Regions from separate parts of the Hordeum vulgare genome. Here region 2 is linked to region 1. A link is a contact called in public Hi-C data. All regions are on one chromosome and are shown on one strand. Each heading gives the region's core, a stretch centred on a gene start, on an enhancer-like site or on the middle of the called end of the contact. The rest is flanking DNA. Distances are from core to core; before and after follow the strand shown.

Evidence for each region. A called contact is a pair of places that touch in the nucleus more often than the background predicts.
Region 2: a contact with region 1 is called in a Hi-C map of leaf, with 2.1 times the contacts expected there. The contact joins the promoter of LOC123442708 here to the enhancer-like site in region 1. A contact is called at or near these places in 3 of 6 Hi-C or Micro-C datasets (leaf and seedling).

What each region holds. Positions count from the first base shown.
Region 1 is chr1H:427,673,682-427,678,867 of MorexV3_pseudomolecules_assembly, forward strand. No RefSeq gene overlaps it. Among protein-coding and RNA genes, the nearest start is that of LOC123442669, 150 kb to the right of the region's middle. Within about 2 kb of position 2,505, at least 3 of the 3 cell types and tissues checked have open chromatin away from gene starts, as enhancers often do. A contact at or near this core is called in leaf and seedling, where this site is marked.
Region 2 is chr1H:428,482,815-428,488,000 of MorexV3_pseudomolecules_assembly, forward strand. LOC123442708 (cytochrome c) reads right to left here and starts at 2,601. Exons shown (of 3, transcript XM_045118831.1): 1 at 2,393-2,601; 2 at 1,440-1,573; 3 at 1-403. The coding sequence starts at 2,504. The coding sequence ends at 308. LOC123442719 (protein WVD2-like 7) reads right to left here. Exons shown (of 10, transcript XM_045118843.1): 8 at 5,051-5,140; 9 at 4,747-4,835; 10 at 4,183-4,607. The coding sequence ends at 4,583.

The DNA of each region.
Region 1 (5,186 bases), core at 1,255-3,754:
AAGAAAATCTCCTAGGCACTAAAGTTTACCATGTTGACCTAAACCCGTGATGTTCCAAAAAGCCCCTATCATTTAATTTTAAAAGGACGGGATAAGCCACAAGGCTTGCTTTTAGTAATAAGGATTGGACTATCCACTACTAAAGCAACAGTGCCATATGTTCTAGAGTTGGGAACAGTGCCACTAGGGGATATGTGATCTTGAACACTAATATCCAAATTATCAGGGAGAACAATTTCCGAGTTAAGGTCAGCAAACTGAAGACATCTGAGTTTTTCAGGTTCAATCATGTCCAAAAGGATAAAAAAATTAGATTCATCATTACCAATGCATATATCAATTTTTTCAACTTGATCCACAAGATTATGAACGTCCGCGCAAGAAAAAGATTTACCTTTGAATGATTTGGAAAGTTCCAGGTTCTTATTCTTCCAATACGCATTTGCCTTGTCCATAATGTTGATGTTACCATGCCCTCTCGTGGTAGGTTTGTTTGAGAGCACTGGTCCCGCTTGGTAGAAGCCTCCTCCTGATATTTCAATTTCTTCTCCGAATCAACCTTCTCTAAGGTTTCCAGCAAATATCTCTTAGTAGACCAAATGACTTTCACCAGCTCCTCAGGAAAACATTGCATTTCAGGGTGGTTATTGTCCTCTTCTTCATCAGAATCAGCCATGCTGAATTTTTTTAGTTGGTCACAAAAGTATTCCATGTGGAATCACATGGGATCTCCAATCTGAGGAGGTGATGCAAGAAGTATCTCGGGGAGTTACCTTTTCCTTCAACCTCTTCAAAGGTACATATTTTTGTTGCACCACCAACACTGATTTCTTCAATGAAATCATTGTGAACATGATCCATTAGACCCGGGGGTGGAATTCAGCTGCAAAAACAACCACTTTTTGTTTACTACTAGAAGTAGAGGCAAGGGTATTCTTCTTAGGGAAATTGGCCTTATCTAGCTCATCTATTGGGGTGTCCTCATCTTCTTCCACATCGTCTTTATCTGTTAGGTCAGTATTTTCCTCAAGCTCCTTCTCTTCATTCTTGCTAATGTTAGGACCTTCCTTGTCTCGGTCATCCCCATCTTCATCATCCTCTTCACCAATCTAATCAAAACCTTCCACATAGAAGAACATCAGATACAATTTCTTTTTAATTTCCACCAATCTCTCAAAATGGGTTTTGGTTGGGTCCCTACATGCCACCTTCACACGAATGACCTCATATACGCATTTAAAAATGCCATTCCAGTCCACATCCACAAGGATACCAAAACAAGAAGTGATTTGAGAAAATACTTTCCAAGCACACCACTTGGGAGGAAATCCTTCAATCTGAACCCATGCTTCAGTGAGTTCTCCAAAGGGGTCTAGCATTCCTTGCCATTCGACCACCTTCGTAAAAACTCCATCAAAAGGCAGATCAAAATGAGGGAACTCAATCAGATCTTCAACATTCTTCCGATGAGGAAAGCATAGAAGGAATTTTTTACTTTCCACCTCTTTGATCTGCCGGGGCCATTCCTTGTTCTTGCAAAAGATATCGTTCAGTTGCATCAGTAATTCTGAGGTAGACACCTCCCCTCTCACCACATGTAGCAGAGTACAATTTTTATAGTTCATCCAACTTGATTCCACACACACGGGGATGTTAATATGGTAAAACCCTAAATCTGGAGCAACACTTCCAAAGTATGTTGCGGTAGGGTGTTGATGGACCCATGTTGCACAGTTGTTTACATTGTGTCCATCCTCACAAATGAAACACTTCTTGGTTTCAATGCAGTTACCAATGTAGTTCCTATGCCAACTTCAATTGAAACAAGTCATATCCTTGTACCTCGGATCCACGGCTTGAGTAGCTGGTGGATGTGGGACTGCAGGTGCCGCTCGTACTGGGTTGGGAGCCCCTCACACCAGATTCTTCGTTGCCACCCCCACCCTTGGCCATGGCCTTGGTCGGTTTCGTGGGAGCAGGTGGAGGAGGTGTGGGAGGCTGGACTTGCCCTCCCTGGGCAGGCACCGTCTTCTTGTTGGCCTGGCAACATGGAGGCCACTACTGTTGCTATCCCCCTTTGTCCATATTCCTCTTGACCACCTCCGTGAACGACAATGAACCAGGGCTGATCCCCTCCATCAAAAGCTTGAAGATGGTGGGGTAGGGTCAAAATGACCTAAGCACTCAACTGGAAAACAATCTTCTCTCAAAAATTTCCTAGATTGGAAGAAGTCTTTCCTCACCCAGAAAATTTTGGGGATGGCATATCTAGGGTATGGAGGGGAGGGGGTTGTGTATGTGAGGCCGGCGGCGCACGGTGGAAGGGATAACCCAAAGTAATCCAAAAAACTCTGCCGTTTCCTCCTCAAAGCTATTTTCCTCACGGAAAGACGGCTTTGGCAAATGCGCCTTCCGCTTGACCACACATCCCCAGATGAGGGGTGCAGGAATCGCAACTGGTTCACGCAAGGGCAATTTCGAATAAGCCCGTGGCACCTTAGGAACCACAGCGTCGCCATCCGACAAAGACCTCGCCAGGGTTGGGGAGGCACAAGCACCCCATGGCAACTGTGGAAGGCGAGGAGTAGAAACTCCAACAACAAGACTAGTAGGAGAAATGTCACACTCTCACAAACCACGATCTAAATTTTTGACCAGAATGTCACCACAACTCCCCACATCACGAAAACTCCCTTACTCCGGTAAGCAGAGATATCACCACGGTCTCCTGGCCACGGTGGTGGTTCCAAACTGCGGAGATGCAGCTCTCCCCCTTCACGACGCGCCCACAGCTCCGAGCCAAGCGCCCTTCGGCGAGCACGTCCGCTGGGAGCCCAAGGCTTTAGGGAACGAGGGGCAGGTTGACCCCGGGGGGGGGGGGGGGGGGGGGGGGGGGATTGGCCAACTCTATCACTGGCGGCAGACGGATGTTGAGACGAGAGGGGCTCTCCGCCTTGAACTGTCTCCAGCTCGCTGCCTGGCGTGGATCCATCGTCTCCGCCTCCTCGATGTCCCATAATATCATATCGTAGTCCATCCAGCCGTCGTCGCCGCAAAAAGGGGCTCGCTCCTCGAAGGTAGATCTGTGGATGATCTCCACCATAATATCTCGCCATTTGGAGCGGTCGGGGAAGCGCCCCCGCACCACGCGCAACATCTCCGCGTGCACCTCCGAAGAGTGCAGGTCGATTTCCGGCAGCAGCTCCACCGGAATCGTCTACTGAAGGGCCATCAGAGCTGCCACCATTGTTGTGGGGTGTGCCTGCCTCGCGTGGCCTCGACGACACCTCCCCGCTATCCTCCTCTCGGATCTGGGGGCTGGGGCTTGGTGGGTGGATGGCGGGAGGCTGAGAGTTGGAGTTATGGGAGTAGGCGAGGCACAGGGGCCATTAATGGTGGACCCGAGGTAACCTCGCAGTCGCCTTTGTCACGGGTGGAACAATCCATCTCCTCTGATCCCAACAAAGTGTACTTGTAAAAGCAGAATGGAGTTAAGCTTGTTTACATAAATACGCATTTCCTCATGTTTTTGTTCTTCTTTCGTGGGAGGCACATTTTCCTTCTCGTGGAAGCACGGATTTGGTTTCGCGTGAGGCACAGTCATCCCTCTTTGGAAAATGATCTTTTTTTGCTTCCGATTCGTTTTTTTCGTCTAGTTTGTTTATGAAGAAAAAAGTTCTCGAAACCTATCAATGCAAGGTCTAGTTATAAAGATCTCTCACGCGAGTAATCCAACAGTAAAAACGGTTTGAGATTTGAACGCACGGTACAAAAGATAAAACGTTTTGAATACTGGGTTGATACAAGTGACGTACAGGCAGTTGCCACTTGTCTTAACATGCGGAGATATGAGTGACCTTTGCAAAGAGTACCAATTAATTAGTAATTTCGCTATATAACATATTTTGATCAAACAGCCATGCGATGCACACAAGCACGAGCAGCTAGGCCTAGCCCATTAACCCCACGTTTTCCCCGTGACTGTAACGGGTCGGAAGAGGCATTATGGCGATCCAACATTGTAGCAACCAAACGATGTATCTTGCAGAAGATCGGCAAATCCAAAATGGCGCCCGCTACGCCCGTTACAATATTTTGTGCAATCAGGAGCACACCCCGAGATGCGCTGGGCCAACCCGATGTCCCTTTATTTTCTCTCTTCAAACTCAAGCAAAGCAAAAAGGATGCAAGGCGGGGTTCAAAATCAGGATCTCCACATTCAAAGAGCAGCGCAACAACCACTACGACAAGCCGATATATACGTTTACATACTTCTTTTTCTTTATTTATTTATTCTTTGTCAAGGTTGCGGAATCCCCCACTTTTGGAAAGCTTCCAGAAGCTTTTCAAACCTTTTTTTGTTTTTGAAACGGTTTTTTACTGTACTTTTCATTTTTCATTTTTCCATTCTATGTTTCTTTTTTCTTTTACTAGAATGCATGATTTTTTAAAATTCGCGACTGTGTTTTTAAAATTCGTGAATTTGTTTTCAAAATCTATGAATTTTTACTAATTGATGGGCTTAATTTCTATAAGTAAATGAACCATTTTCAAACTTGATGAACTTTTAAAAAAATCAATTTACATTTATTTAAATAGGATGAACCTTTTTCAAATCAATGAACTTTTTCAAAATCGTGAAATTTTTCAAAATTTAGTGAATTGTTTGTCAAATTTTATGAACTTTTTTCAAAAATTAATGAACTTATTTTTGAAACTTATGAACTCTTTCAGTTTTTCTAAACTTTTTTAAATTCAATGAACCTTTTTTTCAAAATCAATGATTTTGTTTCCAAAATGCATAAACTTTTTAAAAATAAATTAATGGTCAATGTCAAGTCAACATATCAAGGCATCAATTGAATGGGTTAGTCAACTATGCAGTGCAGCGATCATTTGTTTTTTCAAACGGTCGCACCTGAAGCACTTGACCTCCTATTTGCCGCTAATTGTGGCAAGGAGTCGCGCACTGCACTATGGTGTCGCCCCGACTGGGCCAGTCCATCTTCGGCAAGGACAAGCTGCAACGGACAAGGGCTCGCCCCAACTGGGCCGGCCCAGCTTGTTTTTTTGTTTTATAAAATAGTTGTTTTTCTATTATGTTGATTCAAATTCCGAAACATTTTTGCAAATTACAGAATTATTTTTGAAAATACGAAACATTTTCATAAAAATTATGGATATTT
Region 2 (5,186 bases), core at 1,351-3,850, 810 kb after region 1:
AAAGCTTTATATATCAATTTTAAAGATCTCATGTTCATCAACATGGGTGTGCATTCCAGTCCCACCGCCACCTGGTGGTCAAAACATGCGTCCTGGGATTTTCCAGCAACTGAATCAAAAGATTGACGAAGATTTTACCAACTAAACCTAGAGATATGAAACCCATATCATAAAAACGAAATTCGCAAGATAATTGTCTCGTGGATCACCCACCCCATTAAACCAGAGTGACTATTAATGTCTAATCTTATTATTTTACTGCAAAATGAATTCACTCGTAATGACATGATCACAGCATCATGCCCTTTCAAGAGGAGGTGGCTTTCTTCAGGTACGCAATGAGATCAGCACGGTCCTGTGGCTTCTTCAGACCAGGGAAGACCATCTTGGTTCCAGGAATGTACTGCATGGGAATAACAAGGTTTGTGTTAGCAAGATGCATTTCAAGAGAAGAGAAACGTGAAAGGGCATGCTAAGAACTGAATGCAAGCATACAGGCTGATGCTAAATACGTCAAGGCAAAGCCATTTATCAGGATAACAGACAGAATATGAATCAAGGATTATGTGAACAAGATTACAGTTCTCAAAAGGTCAAAAGGTCAAACTGTTCATATAGATAACACTAGTAACACACTGCAAATTACTCCCTCCGTTCCTAAATATAAGTCTTTTAAGCGATTTCACTAGATGTCTATATACAAAGCAAAACGATTGAATGTACACTCTAAAGTATGTCTATATACATCCGTATGTAGTCCACTAGTGAAATCTCTACAAAGACTTATATTCAGGAACGGAGGGAGTATTATCCAGAGAAGAACATAGCCAACCATTCAGGCATGGGCAGAAGGAATTCAGATACTGCAGCAGGACTAGCTTCAGATTTGTTTTGGGATGCTCCCACATAACTACCAATAAGAGGCGATGTTTTGACAAGTAACCAAAATATTAACACAGTTTAATCAGAAACCTAGGTGTTGATTGGTATATCTCCATAGGCTTCTCTACAGCTTTTCAACACATGAAATGCATTGATGTAATCACAAATTAGGTAATGTAGGTCCTCAGATTATGGCATAGACTACTGACAGAGAGAATAACAAGTAATATAACTCTCTCAGGTACATACTTCCAGAGGTTCAGGCATAAATATTCTAACACGATAATATCTTTCACTAACTCAAAGAGCTCCCTGGGCTTCTATACAGTTTCGTAAGCAGGTACAAATCACAATTTAAGAATACTTCATACTGTCATTCCGAAACAGAAGTACAAATCAGTTATAGAATTTTCCTATTGTCATCCTCGCTGCACATGTACCAAACATACGAGATCGTAGAGTGGAGAACAGAAGTTGCCATCACAAGCATTGTAGAGCAAAACACAACCACAGGTAAATGGAACTTCTTAAGTAAAGTTAGTGCTCATTGACCATACCTTCTTGGGATTAAGCAAGTAGTCATACAGAGTGTTCTCCTCCCACTCCACAGCCTTGTTCTTGTTTGCCGCAGAGTAGGAGTAACCAGCGGTGGTGCCCGACTGCCTCCCAAACAGACCATGCAAGTTTGGACCTGCAAGGGCAACATAGTGCTTGATATCAACAAAAACAATCTTCTGTCAAATGCTCATGTATACGTACATATGAAGATGGGATATCATGGAGGTTGAACCCGAACCATCTATTTAACACAGCAACTAATCATTTACAGGAGATACAATTCAACATCACAAAACATGAAAATAACCAGAAATGTAACAAAACTGTCCGTTTGGGTCAGCTTGCCTCGCACATTAGTGAAGACCAAGGAAATATACATGCCTTTGGTCAATCCTAGAATAAGCAGATCCCTAAAATCATTTATGAGATGATCGCAATAAAATAGACACAACCGCAGCCAGCAGCATCACGAAATTAATCTCAAGCAGAGAGAGCAGAGCAACAGCAACCTAATCACACGACGCAGGTGACTAAGCATTTCCCAGCAACAAACAATCGCGGAGGCATGCCCTACTGCAATAGATCACGATTTGAGCAACAAGCAACCACCAGGCACATGTAGATTCACAGTACGGCAAGCACCAGAAGTCGGGAAGGAGCATGTACCCATCGACCGCTGTGCTAAGCAACGCAACAGGAGTAAGCAGAGCAACAAACCCACGGCTGAATCGAGTGCCCCCATCACCAAGCGCAACAGATCTAAGCCGCTACTTCCGCCAGCACGAAGGGCGCACACGCAGATCTATCCGCGCAGCGTCCGATCTGATCTCAACCACCGCCCCCCACGCGAGCAGATGGGAGGGGCGATCCGGATCTCCCCCGCCCGGCACGGCGCGGGGCAGGCGAGGATAGACAGGCACGCCGGGACGTCGGAGGGGAATCGGCGTCTTACCTTGCTTGTGGCCCGCGCCCGCGTCGACGGTGTGGCACTGCGCGCACTTGGTCTTGAAGATCTTGGCGCCGGCGTCGGGGTTCCCGGGGGGAGCCTCGGAGAAGGAAGCCATCGCCGCCGCCGCCGCCGCAGAGACTCGCCGGAGGACTCGAGGGGGGGAGGCCAAGTGAAACTTTTGCTCGCCTTTCTGGCTGCGGGCGATTTCGTGGGGGATGTGTTGTATAGACCGGTCTAACGGTGCGGAAGTACAAGACTGCCCCTGAGGTCTCGGGTGCATCGGGCACGTGGGCGGGGGCGTTTCGGGGAAACGGGAGGTTCGAGAAGGTTTCCGTGTCTTGGAGGAAAAGAAAGGGCGTGGGGTGGGCGGCGCGTGGACGGTAGGCGTGGACGCCAGGCGCTCCGCTCGGTGTAGGGCGCCCACCAACTAGGGCTTTCCGTGGACCGGGTCTTTCTTTTCTTTTTTGTTTGTCTATCTATGGTGAACCGGGTCTATCAACTCCTTTGGGGGCATAGCGCTCGACTCGTGCCGTCGGATGGGGAAAGGAGAATCGTGTCCGCTGGTGGGTAGGGCGTATATGCGTATGGACATCGTTCAAATATTTTCAAGCAAAGGAGCCTTTCCTGGTGTCTTTTCCCTGTCGAGAAATTTTTCAAGACAAAAAGGGTTGCCTGGTTAATCAAGGGGTCAGATCATCTACAGCCGGACTTGTCAAATCCGGCCACTTTATACGCCACCGACCCCTTACATAGGCTATCGCACATCCATACATCATAAATTCGGAGCTTCAAATCCATATAATCCGTACATGTCAATTGTATAATATAAATTATCCGAATTCAACGGTTCGAAATAAAGCAAAGCAAATTATAGTTCAACATTTCAATATGTCAAAATAAAATCACTGTCCGGACGTGGCGGATGCCTCGCTTGCTGGCAGGATGTTGCCTGCTCAGAGGCCGTCTTGGTGTCTTGGTCCACGTGCATGCGGGCTACATGCTCCACCTGCATCATTGTCGTGTGCCCCCTTGCTGCCGCAGCCTCCCTTGACGCCTCGTACTCCTTACACTCGTTGATCTCCTTCTTCTTTTTCACAAATCACTTTTTTGCATACTCATCCAAGAGGTTGTCGTCCGTCTACATAATCTTGACATCCTTTGCGTCCTGTGCAAGTTACAACCTTCCATTTTCAAGCTTAATCTCTTAAAATATTTTGGCCTTCTCGAGCTGTCATTTGATCGTTACCTCTTACTTTTCCAACTCGATCTTCACCCTCTGAACTTCTAGCTTCTTTCCCGCACTCTTTCGGCCCCAATCGATCCTCTCTTTTTGCACATCCAACGTGAGCTTGTACTTTTCCTATTTTTTGTTCTCCCTTGCGGAAAAAATGTTCGTCCATGTGGAGGATATTTTTGGTGTTGCGGCGTCGCAGGAGGCCCTTGTCTTCTCCCATTTGTTTCTCATTACTTACATGTTATTTTTTGGCACAGTGGCTCTTTCATTCTCAACAACAATATCTCGTCCTATTCATCATATATATACTCTGATCTTAATTCAAAAAAGAGAAACTATAATCTGACTGATCTTACAGTTGTTGCTATCTGCATCCTCCTGCACAAGGTTATCTTGTCTCGTCTGGCGCCCCAGTATCTTTTTTTTTACCTGTTACAGTATCTTATTTACTGGCACGACGCATGGCGAATTAGTGATAGATCTAGACCGTCGGTCGTCCTGTGATCGAACCAAAGAACACACGCTCACAATCGTTCCAAAGCGAGACAAGAAAACACCATACACGAACAATTACATCTATTGAATCATCAACACATGAACATCGTCAACAGGTGGAGAAGCACTCCCCTAAACTTGCCGAGCTTTCCAGGTGTCAGCGTTCTTCAGCTAAAAGCTCAAATTTATTTCAGGTATTTACAGCGTTCTAGGTAGTAGTAATTCTTAAGGCAGTAGAGCTACGGCGGCATTAGTGGATATGATACACGTAGGTACACAACACTACTACGGTTAACAGGTGACAAAAGTGGTGGTGGTTGTGGTAGCGCCGCAGGCGAACATCAACCGTGGGCACGGGGAATAGCACGGATGATGCTTCGGCCATGGTGTTGCATCTGATTCCTTAGCAGGTTCAAAGCTATCTTGTTCTGCAGGATCCTAGAGGATGGAGACCTGGGGTTGGGTTAGTGCCAGTGTGGAGTAGAAGCCCTGCATGGACCAAGATTCATGTATGATGAGCCATATGCCATAGGCAGGTGTTGAACACAGTAAGTCATAATGTGAGATGGCAATATTAAGCGTTTTCATAAGGCAAATGTTTTCTGGTGCCCATGATCAGATTGCTTACTTTGGCTTTCTACCACCAACAGACAATTTATTCGGGCTTGGCTTGCTCGGCGACTGGGATAGCCGGCGTGGTGGAGGAGGCGGTGGTGGCTGCAGAATCAAGTGAGCAAAAGGTCAAGTCTAATGTCAAGATATACACCGTAAATTGTGTATCCGGTCATGAATACTCCCTCTGTACCAAAATACTTGTAGTTGGGGGAAACTAGGAAACTAGACTAGTTACCCCCAACTACAAGTATTTCGGTATAGAGGGAGTATACTTTAAACCAACAGTTATCATTCTGTAGCAAAATAAAAGGCCATACGTTTGGTGCCCTTGTCTTTGCGCTTCCAGTCTGCAAAGGAGTTGCGTTCTTTGATGCAAATACTCGAGATCCAACTGTCTCCTGAATGCCCTAAAAAAGATCACAATAGCGATTACATCTCTGATGTTTATTCTTG